2 separate regions of the Mus musculus genome follow, and region 1 is linked to region 2. Evidence: chromatin contacts called from public Hi-C data. All regions are on one chromosome and are shown on one strand. The core of a region is the stretch at or near the end of the contact, and the rest is flanking DNA. Distances in the headings are between cores, read along the strand shown. Region 1 overlaps Mboat1 (membrane bound O-acyltransferase domain containing 1). Region 2 holds the start of Mboat1 (membrane bound O-acyltransferase domain containing 1).

What was found. Hi-C and Micro-C count contacts between places; a contact is called where the count stands out from the background.
Region 1: a Hi-C map of uterus shows a contact between it and region 2. The contact joins the enhancer-like site here to the promoter of Mboat1 in region 2. A contact is called at or near these places in 8 of 39 promoter capture datasets (3T3-L1-derived adipocytes, HPC-7-derived erythroid cells, cranial neural crest and 5 more), 1 of 15 datasets of contacts at CTCF or cohesin (CD8 T cells), 3 of 484 Hi-C or Micro-C datasets (the MC3T3-E1 cell line and uterus), 5 of 115 datasets of contacts at active chromatin or transcription factors (CD8 T cells, astrocytes, bone marrow-derived macrophages and 2 more) and 3 of 9 other capture datasets (adipose tissue, liver and pancreatic islet).

What each region holds. Positions count from the first base shown.
Region 1 is chr13:30,224,659-30,231,944 of GRCm38.p6, reverse strand. Mboat1 (membrane bound O-acyltransferase domain containing 1) reads right to left here. Exons shown (of 13, transcript NM_153546.4): 8 at 5,480-5,672. Gm40863 (a long non-coding RNA gene) reads left to right here. Exons shown (of 3, transcript XR_873198.3): 3 at 206-1,118. Among named protein-coding and RNA genes, the nearest start is that of Gm40863, 6.9 kb to the left of the region's middle. Within about 2 kb of position 3,189, at least 24 of the 459 cell types and tissues checked have an H3K27ac peak or open chromatin away from gene starts, as enhancers often do. A contact at or near this core is called in trophoblast stem cells and uterus, where this site is marked.
Region 2 is chr13:30,131,269-30,138,901 of GRCm38.p6, reverse strand. Mboat1 (membrane bound O-acyltransferase domain containing 1) reads right to left here and starts at 2,412. Exons shown (of 13, transcript NM_153546.4): 1 at 2,140-2,412. The coding sequence starts at 2,235.

The DNA.
Region 1 (7,286 bases), core at 1,940-4,439, 92 kb before region 2:
CCATCAGGATCCAGGCAGAGGTGTTTAAAAGAGTGCAAACATTTGTCTAGTTCCAACACTGGAAGCCTATTCTGTACTTTCTTGGAAAACGAGTCCCCTTCCCCCCTAACCCCCCCACCCCCACACACACACACAGACAGAGGATCTGGCCTCATTATGAACTCGGCTGTTTGGTGACCTTGGTTTTCATTTATTTGTTCTTCAGCCTTTAAGTGAGTGCTTGCTATATGCCACAAGACTGGAGGAGCATCAAATGGACAGAGACGCATAGAGGAGGAGTGGAGAAATGAGATGAAGATATGGCAGCGGGATTCAGAGCTGGGAGGATGCTAGAGGAAGAGAAGAGGCCACAACATGTCACTGCTTAGACGCAAAGCTCAGTAGGGGACGTGGCAGGAGGCTAAGAGTTATCACTCAAGATGGAAGACTGATGTGACCAAGGCAGGTTAAGGAAGGAAGGGTTTATTTTTCTCATGGTGGGGAAGGCATGGCAGTAGGGGTACGAGGCCGCTGGTCACACAGCACCCTCAGTGAGGAGGTGGAGAGAAGAATGCTGGCTCTCAACTCACTTTCTCCATTTTATCCAATCCAGGAGCCCAGACCATGGTACCACTCACACTCAGGATGGGTCTTCCTACCTCAGTTAAACCTCCTTGGAAAAGACTTCAGGCATGCTCAGATGAGTGTGCCCAAAGTTATCTGGAACCCCACCAAGTTATCTGCCAACATTAACCATCTCCGGTGTTATAGGGTAGGTGTGCTATGTCAGGAGAGACCCAGTACTGGAAACAAACCAAGATCTTATCCTGGACATGTTACACGCAAGGGGATGACAGGCTAACACAAGATGAAATTAATGTAAGTTTTAAACCCATAACAAGGTAGAGAAGCCAAGGTGAGAACTGGGAACCAGCTGCAATGGACGCCACACCAGTACACGGGGATCAACACCCTCCACGGTGTGCTGTGGCAGAGCTTAGGAGGCAGAGACAGAAGGATCCAGAGTACAAGATTATTCTGGGCTGCACAGCAAGAATGAAGCTTGAACTACACAGGAAAATTTTCTCTCCAAAATAAAGAAAATAGCAAGCTATCTTCTCCACAGAGTCATTCTGAAAGCCTCCGCTTCCATCTTTATTTATTTAACTAAACTATAAGAAAATGGCCCCCAAAAGAACAATTTGCCTCAAAATGCTTTAATGAGGTGTTTTGTAACCAGCTAGAGTCCTGACAAGCTCCTATACTTATGATGAAGACCAACAGACTAATTTCCTCCTTCATCATCGTCCAAATTCTGTTAGATTATGCTCTTCAAGAAAGTGCTCATTAGTGACTCATTCTAATTAAATCACAGTGCTTCAGAGTTCTACATCTGAAGGAGATCTTTGAGGATCATCCCATAAAAGTTCAAGTCCAAATGCAGACCGCCTTCCAAGCCTACTGGAGAGGAGCCCGTCTTCAGAACAGTCACTCAAAAGGATGGCTCTGAGCTTAGTGGTCCAGGACTTGTCTAGCACTTACCATGAATGCCATCCGCAAAACTGGAGAGAAGGAGAGAGGGAAGGAGGGAGGGATGGAGGGAGAGGGGGAAAGAGAGGGAGGGAGGGAGAAAGAAGAGAGGGAGAGAAGGGGAGAGAGAGGGAGAGAGGGGGAGCTGGAGAGGGAGAGAAGGGGAGAGTGGGAGGGTGGAAAGAGGGGGAGATGAAGAGGGAGAGAGGTGGAGAGAGGGAAAGAGAGAAAAGGGAACAGAAGGAAGGAGAGAGAACACAGTTCTATTATTATCTCCTCTATTTTTAGCATAGTTGATGATTTAATGATGCTTATCTTAGGCTTGGCTTCAGTTGAAAACTATCTGGTTTCTCGTAGAAGGATTTAAAAGGACAGAGCCCATGTCATCCTCTGTCCTCTAAAGGGAAACTCAGTAGAGAAAACAGATGGCCAAAACGGAGCCTCATAGTTCGTATGTGAGACCAAGTCGAGAAATGACTGATGTCAACCGCGAGACGGCCCATGTCCTTCACCTTGGGCCTACCACACAGAGCTGAATGCATGTGTCCTGTGATCACCAGCTTCGATAGTCAGACTTTCACAAGACACCCTAAGAAGGCAACTTAAGGCAAGGACAGCCCCAGATGTTGCAATCCATCACTATAGGGAAGGGATGTGTGTGTGTGTGTGTGTGTGTGTGTGTGTGTGTGTGTGTGTGTGTGACAGCATGTCACATCATGGCGCTCAGGAAGCAAAAAGAGCAAAAATGCCTGTGTCCCCATCTTTCTTCTTCTCCCTCATTCTTTCCCATCCCAGAGCCCTCAGCCAATGTGTGGTGCTGCTGCCACACAGGACTGGAATTTCCTCCCTGCAAATTCCCTTACATTCACATCTAGAAGTGTGCTTTACCAATAGCCTATGTGCTCCTCAATGCCAGCAAACTGGCCATCAAGATGAGACTTCGCATACTTTTCTGGGTCTCAGTACCCAACACCTTACGAGTATTTCTTATTTACTCTCCCAGCTGTGTTAGGAGGGACAGTAAGGTAGGCTCAGCAGTATAGGAATACAAAAGCTAAAGGAGGACACAAACTTCTAGAAACCTGTCCTCTAAGAGTAAAATGGATATAACAATGGTGCCCAGGTTAAAGAGCTGTTGCGGTGTATATAAAGTACACAGTACAGGGCCCATCTGAGGAAGCACTCAAGAGAGGGTGGTGGCCATTTTTATTGTAATGGACTCTGCTAATGCAGATGCAGAGGGACTGAGGCTAGCGATGGTTGTTCAATGTGCAGACAATTCCAGGGTAGGCAGTACTGAATGTGTAGGTCAGAACGGATTCCACATCCTAAAGGCTTAAGAGCTCCTTTTCAAGATGACTAATTCCCAGAATCACCCTATTTGGAGAGTCAGGATTCCCTGTTCTGCACAGTGCTTTCTGCAGAAGTTTATCTGAGATTCCATCATGGCTCAGAGCAGCCAGAGTGAGGTTCTGACTCATAACCCCAAGCCAGCTTCCCTTTCTCCATGCATGGCGTAACTTACTACGGCAGACAAACTTGTTTAGATATCCCTTTCTTGGAGTTCGTGGGCCTTAGAATGTAGCCTACGCTACAGTTGAGCCTCCCTAATTAGTACCAAGTAGCTGGAGAGAATCAGGATTGGATGTGAAGTCCAAAGAAAATAGTTTTACTAATTTAATAGGAACAGTAATGAGAGCAAGCCTTACATAGCGCAGTGCAGCTGAGATCCGTGAGAGGCCAGCTTTAAGGATTCAATTTATAATAATTTATTATTAGTATATCAATTATATGTAAATGGCATTTTAAAGAGCTGGATAAAACAATTATTCCGTTAAGCAATTTAAATATTCCCTGATGGACTATCCATTGCTTCTTTATTTATAAATAATGCAAAGGTTAATTTCAGACTAGCCCATGTAATCAAAACTGGAAAAAAAAAAACTTCAAATTGAAGCTGTGCAAATTAATAAAGTGTTTCCACTATGCAACCAGGAAAACAGAGATGGGGCAGAGGGGATGGGAGATAAACATCTCAGTGCACGGAGAAAGCTGCCCCGAAGAATCACAGCTACATTCCAGTCTGGGGAGTTCTCCTGAGCACAGAGACATCCTGTCCCCTGTCACCCCTCCCACCCAGACCCTGTCAGCACAACCCACCTGTGTCAGACTCTCCCCACGAGGCCACCGAATGGCCTTGTTTCCTCCTTAAATCTGGAGCTCATTTAATTCAAAGCCAGCCCTTAATCCCTGAGATATAAAACGTGGGAGCAGGAAGGGTGGGGGGAAGAAGAGAGAAAGCAAACAGGTGAAAATAGAGAACTCAGTTAACAGAAACAGACTTGCCCACTCTCTTCCATCCTCTCTCCATAAACACATATACACATGCACCCAGGTAAGCATGCATGTGTGCACGCATGCACACACTCACAGAAGCACGCACACACGCACGCACAATACTGATGAACGCCTGAACACATCCTTACTCAGGTTAGAAGAGCAAAGTGAAAGCATTAACTATTTTGCATGGGAAAACATATATATGCAAGGATCCAAACGGACTCCCAGCTACTTGAGATAGGACTGCCTAGCTACTACAGAAACAAAGAAGGCAGCATTTTTTAACTACCCAAGCAACAGCAGAATCAGAAAGGAGGGGAATGGACTTTTGAAACATTTTTCCTCCATATTATGGCCACTGGGGCTGCTCTTGATACCTCTTGCCCAACTGATGGAGAGTTCTGTGTCCCCACAAAATGGCAGTCTTGAGATGCAGAAGATATTTCCTAGGACAAAGCCTAGGACTCAACTAAATTACACCAAACAGAAATGGGAACAAAACATAGCCCACCATAAATTCTAAAGCAGCTCTAATGCTGGCGTGGTAGCTCACAGCTCTAAGTCCCAGCAGAGGCAGGTAGATCTCTGAGTTTGAGCCAGCCTGGTCTACAGAGTGAGTTCCAGGCCAGATAGTAAGATCCAGTCTTAAACAAAACAAAACATACAAAACAAAACAAAACAAAAACCTCTAAGTGTGTTGCATCTGGCCAAATAATGCATTTGGACTGAACTTATACATACATTTTTTTTTTGCATTAGAAATAGCCTTGTCCAGGGGAAAATTGCTTAATGGGCACGTTTGTGCTTGGGGCAATACAAAGTGGCTGGCTCTCAACATTAGCATAATGTCATGAAAAGCCTGCCACTGCTGTTCTGCATGCCTAAATGGCCAAAATAGTCTATTCCATATTACCAATATTTAAATAAGTAATTTTGCATCTGCCAACTTTAATTAGGAACTTTCAACCCAAGACACAAACTAAGAAGAGGATCTGCAGCTATTCCTTAACCTGCGGTGTGGATTCAAAATCCTTTACCAGCCTCTGTAAGTGCATAGGCTCATTACTTAGCAAAGCTTTATACAACTCCACCCCAAATTCTTTCAAAGGAACAATATAAAACCTTGAGATTGGCCAGCACTCCCCAGCAGAAAAAAAGAAGTGTGATTAAAAAAAACAATGAGGTGGAACTTTCCGCCATAAAGAGGAAAAGTTGAACTCAGCATCCTTCCGAGGCATCCCTGTCACCATGAGCAACCTGAACTGCGATATGTGCTAATAAAACTCATCCTGCATGCATACAACCTGGAAAATGAAAAGCAAGCCAGACTGTGCTGGAAGTTTCTCTCAACACCTCGCTGCATGCAATGGTCAAGTTCAGTGGTTGGAAGCTGCTACAAGCACTGGGTTTAAACAACAGCCCAGGTACCCGCTTCTCACTGATAACCAGGTTATGGAGGGTGAAAGAGAGGAGCGCAACGTTGAAGACTAAAATTAGCACTGGCTTCCCAGCCACCCGTGAAGGATCGGACTTTAGAACGAGTCAATGATACAACTGGTATTCTGGCTATTCCAGAATACAGAGGACCACGACGCTCCTCATTCATTTAGGGCCACTCCATCAAACTTACCTAATGTCCACGCAAAGTAATACTTGGGCTTTGCGGCTTGCATGACGACATATAAGTACCAGAGACGACTCAGAAAGTTGGCCTTATGTACAAACCAGTCATCAATAAGGAAGGTGACGGGAAAGGACTTGGAGAGCGTCAAAAACAACAGGAGAGACATCAAGGTCACACACAACTTCTGTATCACAGCTCCCTAGAAACGGGGGTGGGGGAGAGAAACCCATGTAACTACTCAGGTATGAAGAACCTAAAGAACACTGTCAGCAATTACTTCCCTAGAAGGAAGGGCAACAGGTGTGGATTTCCTGCCTCGAGACACAAATCTGATAGGATTAGGTTAGGTGGTGCATTTATATGCAGAGCACGCATGTAACACTTGAGGACTGTAAGTTTTCACTGTAAACATGGGACATATCTGAAAGCATTTTTTTGTATTCCTACCAACATAAGTTAGGTAGAGCTGTTATCCAAAACACAAGGGAAATGGATACCATTCCAGGGCATCATGGCCAGAGAGCCACGCTTGCGTCACCAGTCAGATGGGAGAGGCTTCTGGTATAATGGACCCTGTGCAGGTAACTGAACACCTGAGACGGAACACCTGGGCAGACAGTGGGTGACGTTAGCTTCCGAAGATGACTCAAATGTTAAATCTAGTGTCATTGTTAGCTTCAGCTGTCACTTTGACACAAACCTACAGTCACCAGGGAAGAAGGAAGCTCAGTTGATGAAATGCTTCCCCCCAGATTGCCCTATGGCATGTCTATGGGGCGTTTACCTAATTGCTAACTGATGTAAGAGGGCCCAGAGCCACTGGGCAGTTGGGCTGGACTGTAGAAGAGAGGTAGCTAAGCCTGAGCCTACAATCAAGCCACTAAGCAGTTCTTCCTTTTTGCCTACAGCTTCTGCTCTGGCTTCTCACAGGCCTATAACCTGTAAGCTAAATCAGCCCTTTCCTCCTCTAGGTGTTTTTGATCATGGTTTATCACAGCAACAGAGACACAAACTAGAATATCCAGAGTTAAGAGGTGCTGAGTTTCAATATCAGGATTCAGTCATTTTGCCCAGCTCCTCTGACCTCCCGGGAAACGTCATTCTACATGTCTGTAGTTTCCAACTTCCTAGGAATGGGTGCCCTTGAGTCGGCTCAGCAATGGAATCCTGCCCGGAAGGGACTGGGGCATAAGTGAGCGGACATGACAAGGAACTGAGAACAACCTAAGTAATTGCCTATATTCAATTTTAAGCAAAGAGGGTGGGTGACTGGACATGCTTTCTACTAAGCTATTTGACATTTGGTTACTGCTGTTTACTGTTTTTTTGTTTTAAGATTTATTTAGGGCTGGCGAGATGGCTCAGTGGGTAAGAGCACTGACTGCTCTTCAGAAGGTCCTGAGTTCAAATCCCAGCAACCACATGGTGGCTCACAACCACCCATAATGAGATCTGACGCCCTCTTCTGGTGTGTCTGAAATCAGCTACAGTGTACCTATGTATAATAATAAATACATCTTTAAAAAAAAAAGATTTATTTATTGCGTATACAGTGTTCTGTCTGCATGTATGCCTGCACACCAGAAGAGGGCACCAGATCTCATTATAGATGGTTAAGCGCCACCATGTGGTTGCTGGGAATTTAAGCCAGAACCTCTGGAAGAACAGCCAGTGCTCTTAGCCTGTGAGTAAAGCCTCCAGCCCCTCTGTTTTCTTTTTTTCTGTTCTGGGGATCAAACTTAGGAACTCGTGCATGCTAACGCAAGTGCTCTATCACCAAGCAACACCGCCAGCTACAACTTTTTAATTAAAA
Region 2 (7,633 bases), core at 1,163-3,662:
ATCCATCTCATGATAATCCGAGTTCATTTATGGAATGAAGTAAAATCTATCATGTCTGGAGTGCTCTTTTTTCCTTTTTTCATAAATTAAAACCAGGATTCCTTTGGGGGCTGAATAGATGGCACTGAGGTTAAAAGAAATGCTTGGAACTCCAGCTTCAGGGGACCCAAGACCCTCTTCTGACCTTGGTGGACACGTACACTCATGTACACACACCCACACATGAACAGGCAACACACACACATACACACTGTAAAGTACTAAGTCTCTTCTAAAAACCAGAGTAACTTTTACAAAAACCCTGTAGTTTGGGGACGGACGTGGATGCAGCCAGAGGCTTAATGACAACAGCTCCTCCCCGCACAACTGCCCTTCACCAATCCATGTATTTCTGTCTGGGTCAGGGATGGGGGGGGGGTGGCTGGGGGGAGGGGAGGAAAGCCCACTCTATTCTATATTATTGTAAAATAGATTATTATGCAAAAGAAAATGCAATTACTATAGGTTCTAGTAGTAATTAGAGACGTCAATGCAAAATGAACTCCTCCTATGGAAATTCAGCAACAAATTCATCCGGCTTCTGGATGAAAGAATTCGCTCTTGTGCCTGCCCCTGCCAGGGTCCCTTGGACTTCTGACCTTGACTCAATATCTGATACTTCTACCAAGTTCCTGATTCTCAAGGTTTTGCAACTGATGAGAAGGCAGTAGTAGTCAGAACCTAAGAGTTAGGATGAGGGCGAACCCTGTGAGTAATGCAAACAGCCAGGGCCAACTTCCTCATTGTCAAAGGAATGCAAACAGAAGAGGCGCAGGTACAGGTAGCTCTAGTATGAAAAGAAAGAAAGATAGGAAGGACAGAAACTGCTCTAAGAAGACAGGAACATTTTGTTTTGTTTTGCATTTTCGAGTCGGGAGTTTTACTGGGTAACCCAGGCTGACTTGGTACTCTCTCCCCGTGGCCTAGGCAGGTCTCTAACTCGGAGCAATCTTCCTGCCTGTTTCCCTGGCACTGGAAATACAAGCATGCACCTCGAGACCCAGCAAAGGAAGGGAAACTAAACTGGGGAAACTCAAAGGAAACAGATTAGTAAGGAGAGCAGTGGGTCTTACTCCAACCTGTCCTGCCTGAATCCATTCAAACCATTACATCCTACACAGGGGACATAGCCTGAGGCACCGAAGGAAATAAGGCAAGACTACATACACCTCAGGAAGACTTTTCTTGACCTCAGTACGGAGGCCAGAAGACAGGACAGACCCTCCAGCATACTACAAACTCTACCACTGAATTGCACTCCAGCTGTCTTTGGCAAAATTCCTACCAGGTTACTGTTGCCAGTTTTACCTCTAATGTAGCAGGCAACTCCTGAACAGTTCCAAAGAAGTCCCCACAGCCCTTTTCCTCCCAGGGCCCGCCCTACTCATCAGTTTCGCACAGCAGGGATGGATGAGAACTGAGTAAGGCCCTCTGAGAAGCATCTCAACACTGTGGCGAAAGGATCACCAGTTCTAGCCCAGCCTAGACAAAATAAGAGACTTCGATGCCAGCCTGAACTTCAGAGTGAGTGCCAAGACAGTCAGGGCCAGATGCTGTCTCAACAAACGGAATAAAAAAGTCATCACCATATACTATACTATAGACCTACGCATCTGGTTAGTCAGGCTTTTTACTTTTTGTTTGGTTTTGTTTGAGAGTTGAGGCTTCTCCTCAGCATCCTAGACAGAGAAGACGGGAACTCGCTGCAATTTCCCTGCCCCGGGCTCTGAAGACCTGGATTAAAGGCGTGATCCACCACACCCAGCTGGATCAGACTTACTCTTAAAGTAGGATCGCCTAAATTTAAAAATCACAAAGACTTTTATCTACACTGGTGGGGGAAATGCTGGGTTCATGGATCACACCACTAAATAATTCGATCACAGAGCAAAACTTAAAAGTTCAGTCCAACTTGCTAGCTTAGGTGGACGTATAGTTTTCACGCAGAAAAAGCAGCCAACTCAGAGAAAAAAGAAAAAAAAGGGAAGAAAAAGCTCTCGCACGTGTAGGGTTCATAGCCATAAACTAGGCTCTGAGCGAATCCAGGTCGCAATCCTGTTCCCAGACAGAGGGTCTGGGTAGCGGGTGGGACGCTGTTACCTGATCCAGCGGGATGCCCAGGAGCTGGCTGAGCGGGTGCAGGCAGGTGGAGCCGGTGGTACGGTAAGAGAGGCTGGCGGGCGGCCGTGCTGCCATCCTGCATCTTCAGGGTGCTCTGTCGCCCGGGAGCTGCACACTGGCCACCTTGAGGGCTCCTGAGGACCTCGCGGGAACCTGGCGCCGACTCCAGGGCGCGGACCTGGCGCTGCGGGACCCCGCGCCTGGGAGGGCAGGGCCCCCACGTTCTGCTTCCCGCTCCGCACCGCCCGCCGCCCATTGGCCAGCAGCCGGGGACGCCCCGGAGGAGGAGCCGGGCAGAGATGGGCGCGGATCCCCGGGAGCCCGGCCCGGGGCAGGAGACCGGGAGACGCCCAGTCTGTTCCCCAGTTCGCCGCCCTCCCCGGGCGCGCAGCGGGCCCGATCCGGGTTCCTCCGAAGCCGTCTCACCCTCCTCCCAGGCAGCTGGGGTGTCCTGTGCTCCAGTTTCAGGCCCGGCTCCTGCTGCTACTCCGGAAGCCAGAAGAGACCTAAGAGCTAACCAACACCGCTCATTTTGCTTACATTTTAAAGATTTATTTATTTGCAGTTTAGAGGCAGGGTCTCCTGTAGCCCAGACTTTCCCTAAACTCCCAAATACTGAAATTACAGGTGTGCACAAACATAAAACTCCACTCCAGATTATTATTCTCCTTCGCGTCTCCTTCTCCTCCTTCCCTGTGTCTTTGATTGTGTTCTGAATTCCTGGTGCTCCCTGTCTGGTTGTCTCTTCTTTCTCTCTTCTCTCTTCTCTCTTCTCTCTTCTCTCTTCTCTCTTCTTTCTCTCTTCTCTCTTCTCTCTCTTCTCTCTCTCTTCTCTCTCTCTTCTCTCTCTTCTCTCTCTCTTCTCTCTCTCTTCTCTCTCTCTTCTCTCTCTCCTCTCTCTCTTTCCTCTCTCTCTCTCTCTCTCTCTCTCTCTCTCTCTCTCTCTCTCTCTCATATGTTTTTTACTTTACATGTATGTATGTACTTGTGAGTAGATGCCACTGGAGACCGGAAGAGTCCATGGAGTTTCAGGAGATTGTGAGCCACCATGTGGGTGCTGGAAATAGAACTCCGGCCCTCTGCAGCAAGAGAGATTGCTCTCAGGTCCTGAGCCATCTCTCCAGCACCCAAGGTTGTCATTCTTTACCTTCTCTGGTCAAGCCACAGTTTCTAGCACCCTAATCCACTATCTCTGCTTCCTTCTGTGACTTGTCTCATTTTCATCTGGGCCGTTTCTCTCCAGTAAGCTTCTGTTTACTGTTTACTACCCACGTGATGACGGGTCTTTCACTTGCTGAAACAGCTCTGTATCTCTGTTTCTTGAGAAATCCTTTTCAACTCACTAACAGACATTTTAAAACATCACAGAGACCCTTCTAGCACTTTACCAGTCTCTGCTGCATCTAACCTGATGTCAAAGTAGCTGCTCACATTGGAAGTCTGAGAAACACCCAGGGACCTACTGAAGAGAAAGGAAGCCAGGAACCAAGAGATCCCTCTGGACACACAAACACCTTTTAAAAGATTGTGTGTGTGTGTGTGTGTGTGTGTGAGAGAGAGAGAGAGAGAGAGAGAGAGAGAGAGAGTGTGTGTGTGTGTGTGCCTGTAGAGGCTAGAAGGGAGAGTCAGAGCTGTAGTTACAGGCAGTACTGAGCAGTTCATCCACGTCCTGTGTGCTGGCATCTGAAGTCCAGTCCTCTGGGAGAGCTGCAAACATTCTTAACCACCCTTAACCACTGAGCCATCTTGTCAGCCCCTGCAGCCCTTTGCTTAGGTTGTGGGGTGACTTTCTATAGGTGTGGGAAGTAATTGAACATGAAGAGAGGAGAAGATCCACACTGACGGCAAAGCAACTTCTCAGCATCTTTACAAGATGGTGGATAACGATGAACTGGAGATGTAGCCATGTGCCTGTGAGCTTACAGGAGCTACTGTACTATTCATGCAGCCAAAGACTATGGAGTAAACCAGTGCTTTGTCCTCGGGAGAGATGTGAGCAGAACACTGGGGCATGGGCATGCCCTCCACCTCCAGTGTCCCTGCCACATCTGTGCCCCTCCAACTTCCATGTACCATGTGCCAGCTTCAGGACTGTGGCATCTCTGCTCCGCTTAGGAAGTCTCAGTGGCCCCCATCACCCATGTTTCATCATCATGGAGGGGTCTTCTAGCACCCTGGAGCGAGCCTTGAAACATGAGTCCTCCATAGGCGCTTCCATGCCTGCTTCCTGCTTTTGGCCCAGGAAAGCCCAAGCCGTGCTCTGTGCCCATCCAGACCTGCAATGAAAACAACAGAAACACTGTTGCTTTCTGAAGAACTGCAGAATCTTACAGATTCATGACTGATAGCTCTTTTCTCCACCTAGGATGAGAGTAAACTGTGCAAATAGAGAAACATCAGCCCTGTAAGTCCCTCAAACCACACACCTGCAGTCCTCCCTATGTGCGAGGTGGAGGACACAGGATCGTTTGAGCCTGAAGTTGGTGACCTGCTTAAGAAATGTCCTGAGACTCCATTAAAAATAATAATATGGGCTGGTGAGATGGCTAAGTGGGTAAGAGCACTGACTGCTTTTCTGAAGGTCTTGAGTTCAAATCCCAGCAACCACATGGTGGCTCACAACCACCTGCAATGAGATCTGACGCCCTCTTCTGGTACGTCTGAAGTCAGCTACAGTGTACTTATGTATAATAATAAATAAATCAATAATAATAATAATAATACACACCCTTTCCAGGAAACACTAAATGTTAGCTGATAAAGAAAGAGGCTTTTAGGACCACGGGGCACTGGGCTAATGTGTAGAAAGCCAAGGAAAAAGGAGCTTTGTGGGCCCAGGCGAAGCATCTGGAAGCTGCCAAAGATTTGCTAGCAGAAATATCCAACCAGAGATGTAGTCAATGACTTTAGATAGATTTTATGAATGTGGATTCAGGTTTCAAATTAAATGGATGCCCAATATACACCTGCAAGAACGTCTTCCCAGAGACATAGGTTTTCCTGTTGACATTTAGCAATACCATTCCTAGAAAGCTACAGCCAACACTAAATGGGTAGGCCACAGGTTTTAGACTCATGTCCTCTGCCAAGGAATAATGGGAAAAGTCTACACTATGCTTCTGCCAAGCAGATTCACAGCACATGCACACACATACATGTACTCTTAAGTGTACATGCATACATATAAACACACATATATACACATGCATACACACAGAGAGACACACACAGGAATATGCTTGAGACTAATGAGACTAGTCAGAGTCACCAAGCATCAACCCTGGTAGATAACCAACCTGAAATAATACGAATCTTAAGTGAGGTAAGCGCTTAAGTGGAATCTGAAAATCAGATAGGGGCTACAAGCATTTATTTAAAAATGAAAAGGGAGGCATGCAATCCTAGCTACTGGGAAGGATCATCCAGCAGGGTGATCCTTGAACCCAGATGTCTGGAGACAGCTTAGGATACACCTAGACTTTAGTTAAAGAAAGGGAAAGAACCCCTTAGGAGTGGACAGAAGTAGACCATGGCTCAGTGTTCTCAAGTAAATGTTTTCCATAAATAAAGTTAGGTAGGTTTCTTGGATTTGTAGAAATTGTCCTCTGGCAAGAAAGGTGGCTCAGTCATTCAGAGTGTTTGCTGCACTTCCCCAGGACCCAAAGACCTGAGTTTGTTTCTCAGCACCCAGGTCAGTGGTTCACAACTGCCTGTCGCTCCAGCTCCAGGGAACTTCACTCTTCTGGCCTCTAAGGACACTCGCACTTAAAATCATAAACAACCCAACCTGCTTCTTTAAAAGGAGGAGGAAGTAGAAAAGGTAGGGGGAGATCAACATGAAAATGAATGTTATCTACCACAGCACATCAAGATAAAAACTAACAGTCAGGTACATACAGCTCTGATCAAGATTGTAGCCTGTTCAGGAAGAGTATACACTACTGTTGTTGGAGGGACCACACCAGTGGCACCGGACTGTAATCCCAACATCCAGTGGGTTAAGACAGAAGAGGATCATGAGTTCTAGGCAACATGGGTCTACAGAGCAAGTCCCACTGTTTTCCCTCCTATCCATCCTCTCCCCCCGACCTCCCCCAACACACACAGAAATAACTCCAGTCTCACACTTGTCCTACTGAGTAATCAAAGAACAACAGAGTTTAAGGCCGTCTTCAAAGTCTTCAAAGATGCAAACCCCTAAGAGAACAACGAAAACTATCATCATACCCTGTGTCAAGCTAAGACACTTGCCTCTTAGAATGTCTACATAATGGTAGCACAGAGCCACGGAGCATTTATATGTTTGGGATTTTTTTTTTTGGCTTTTTGGTTCTTGTTTTGTTTTCTTTTGTTTTGTATTTTGATCCTCTCAACGACTCAAGGATGGTTGCACTTCTATTACTATTACATTTCTGTCTATTGTTAAGAATACCAAGTTACTGGTGACTTGCAGATGTCTCCAGACTTATTCAGCTAGTACATGGCAAAGGTGCAAATAAAACCCATGATCCCGTTCTACTTTTAATTAGCTAGAGGTCTTTTTATTATGCTAGGAGTCCACCTTCAGGAAAGAGCAGAAACTGTTTGCCTGTGATGTTAAACTGGAGAACTGATCTGGAGAGAGTGGAGACCCCCCCACCCACCAGGGAGCATTGTCTTTGGGCTTTGAGTGGTTTCAATACTACCCACAAAGCTGCAAGGAACTTCAATTTTGCAATCCAGGCTCCAGTTTTGAGTTTTAGCTCAACTGATAGGTGTGTGTTTGGACTTATGTTATTATCTACCAGCCAAGCATGGCTTTCCAGCCTGGAGATCAAAGATGACACCATTTTTCTGTTTTCACGTGTTCAAAAAAAATGAAGAAACTGATAAAACCAAAAACGATTCAATGTGCTACTATCACACTTACCACATTTATTTTCTCCTTAAGGATTTTTGCATGTCTGCAGTTGAGATATATCAATATCAGTTATCTCAATGAGCTAGCCTCTGACACCCAGGAGATACTGATAAATCCAAAGACAACAGAATCTATAATAAGGTCAAGAGACTCAGTCAATGAAAGAAAGAAAATTCAAGACTTCAAAGCCCTAGCCAGAAAGTTTATTCAAGGTCCATGACTCATGCGGCTTGCTAGTTAGGAGGGCTTTTTGGGCTTAGAGCAAAGAACAAAGGCTGTAAAGTCATCACAGAACCAACTAGCCATAAAGATAGGGAAGACATACAAGAATGTCCGGACTGGCCCGGCGGTGCCCTTCTGACCTAAGTTAAATGTTAACCAGATGCTCTGCTGTTACCTCGATCTGCATGTACAGTCTGCTGATGTTTAAATGAACCAATCATGTGAAACCGCCAATTCCTCCCCCAGCCCCAGACCTTTTCTATAAAAACCCCTAGCTTTCAAGCCTCGTGGTCGAATCCACTGTCTCCTGCATGAGATACGTTTCGATCTGGAGCTCTGCTATTAAACTAC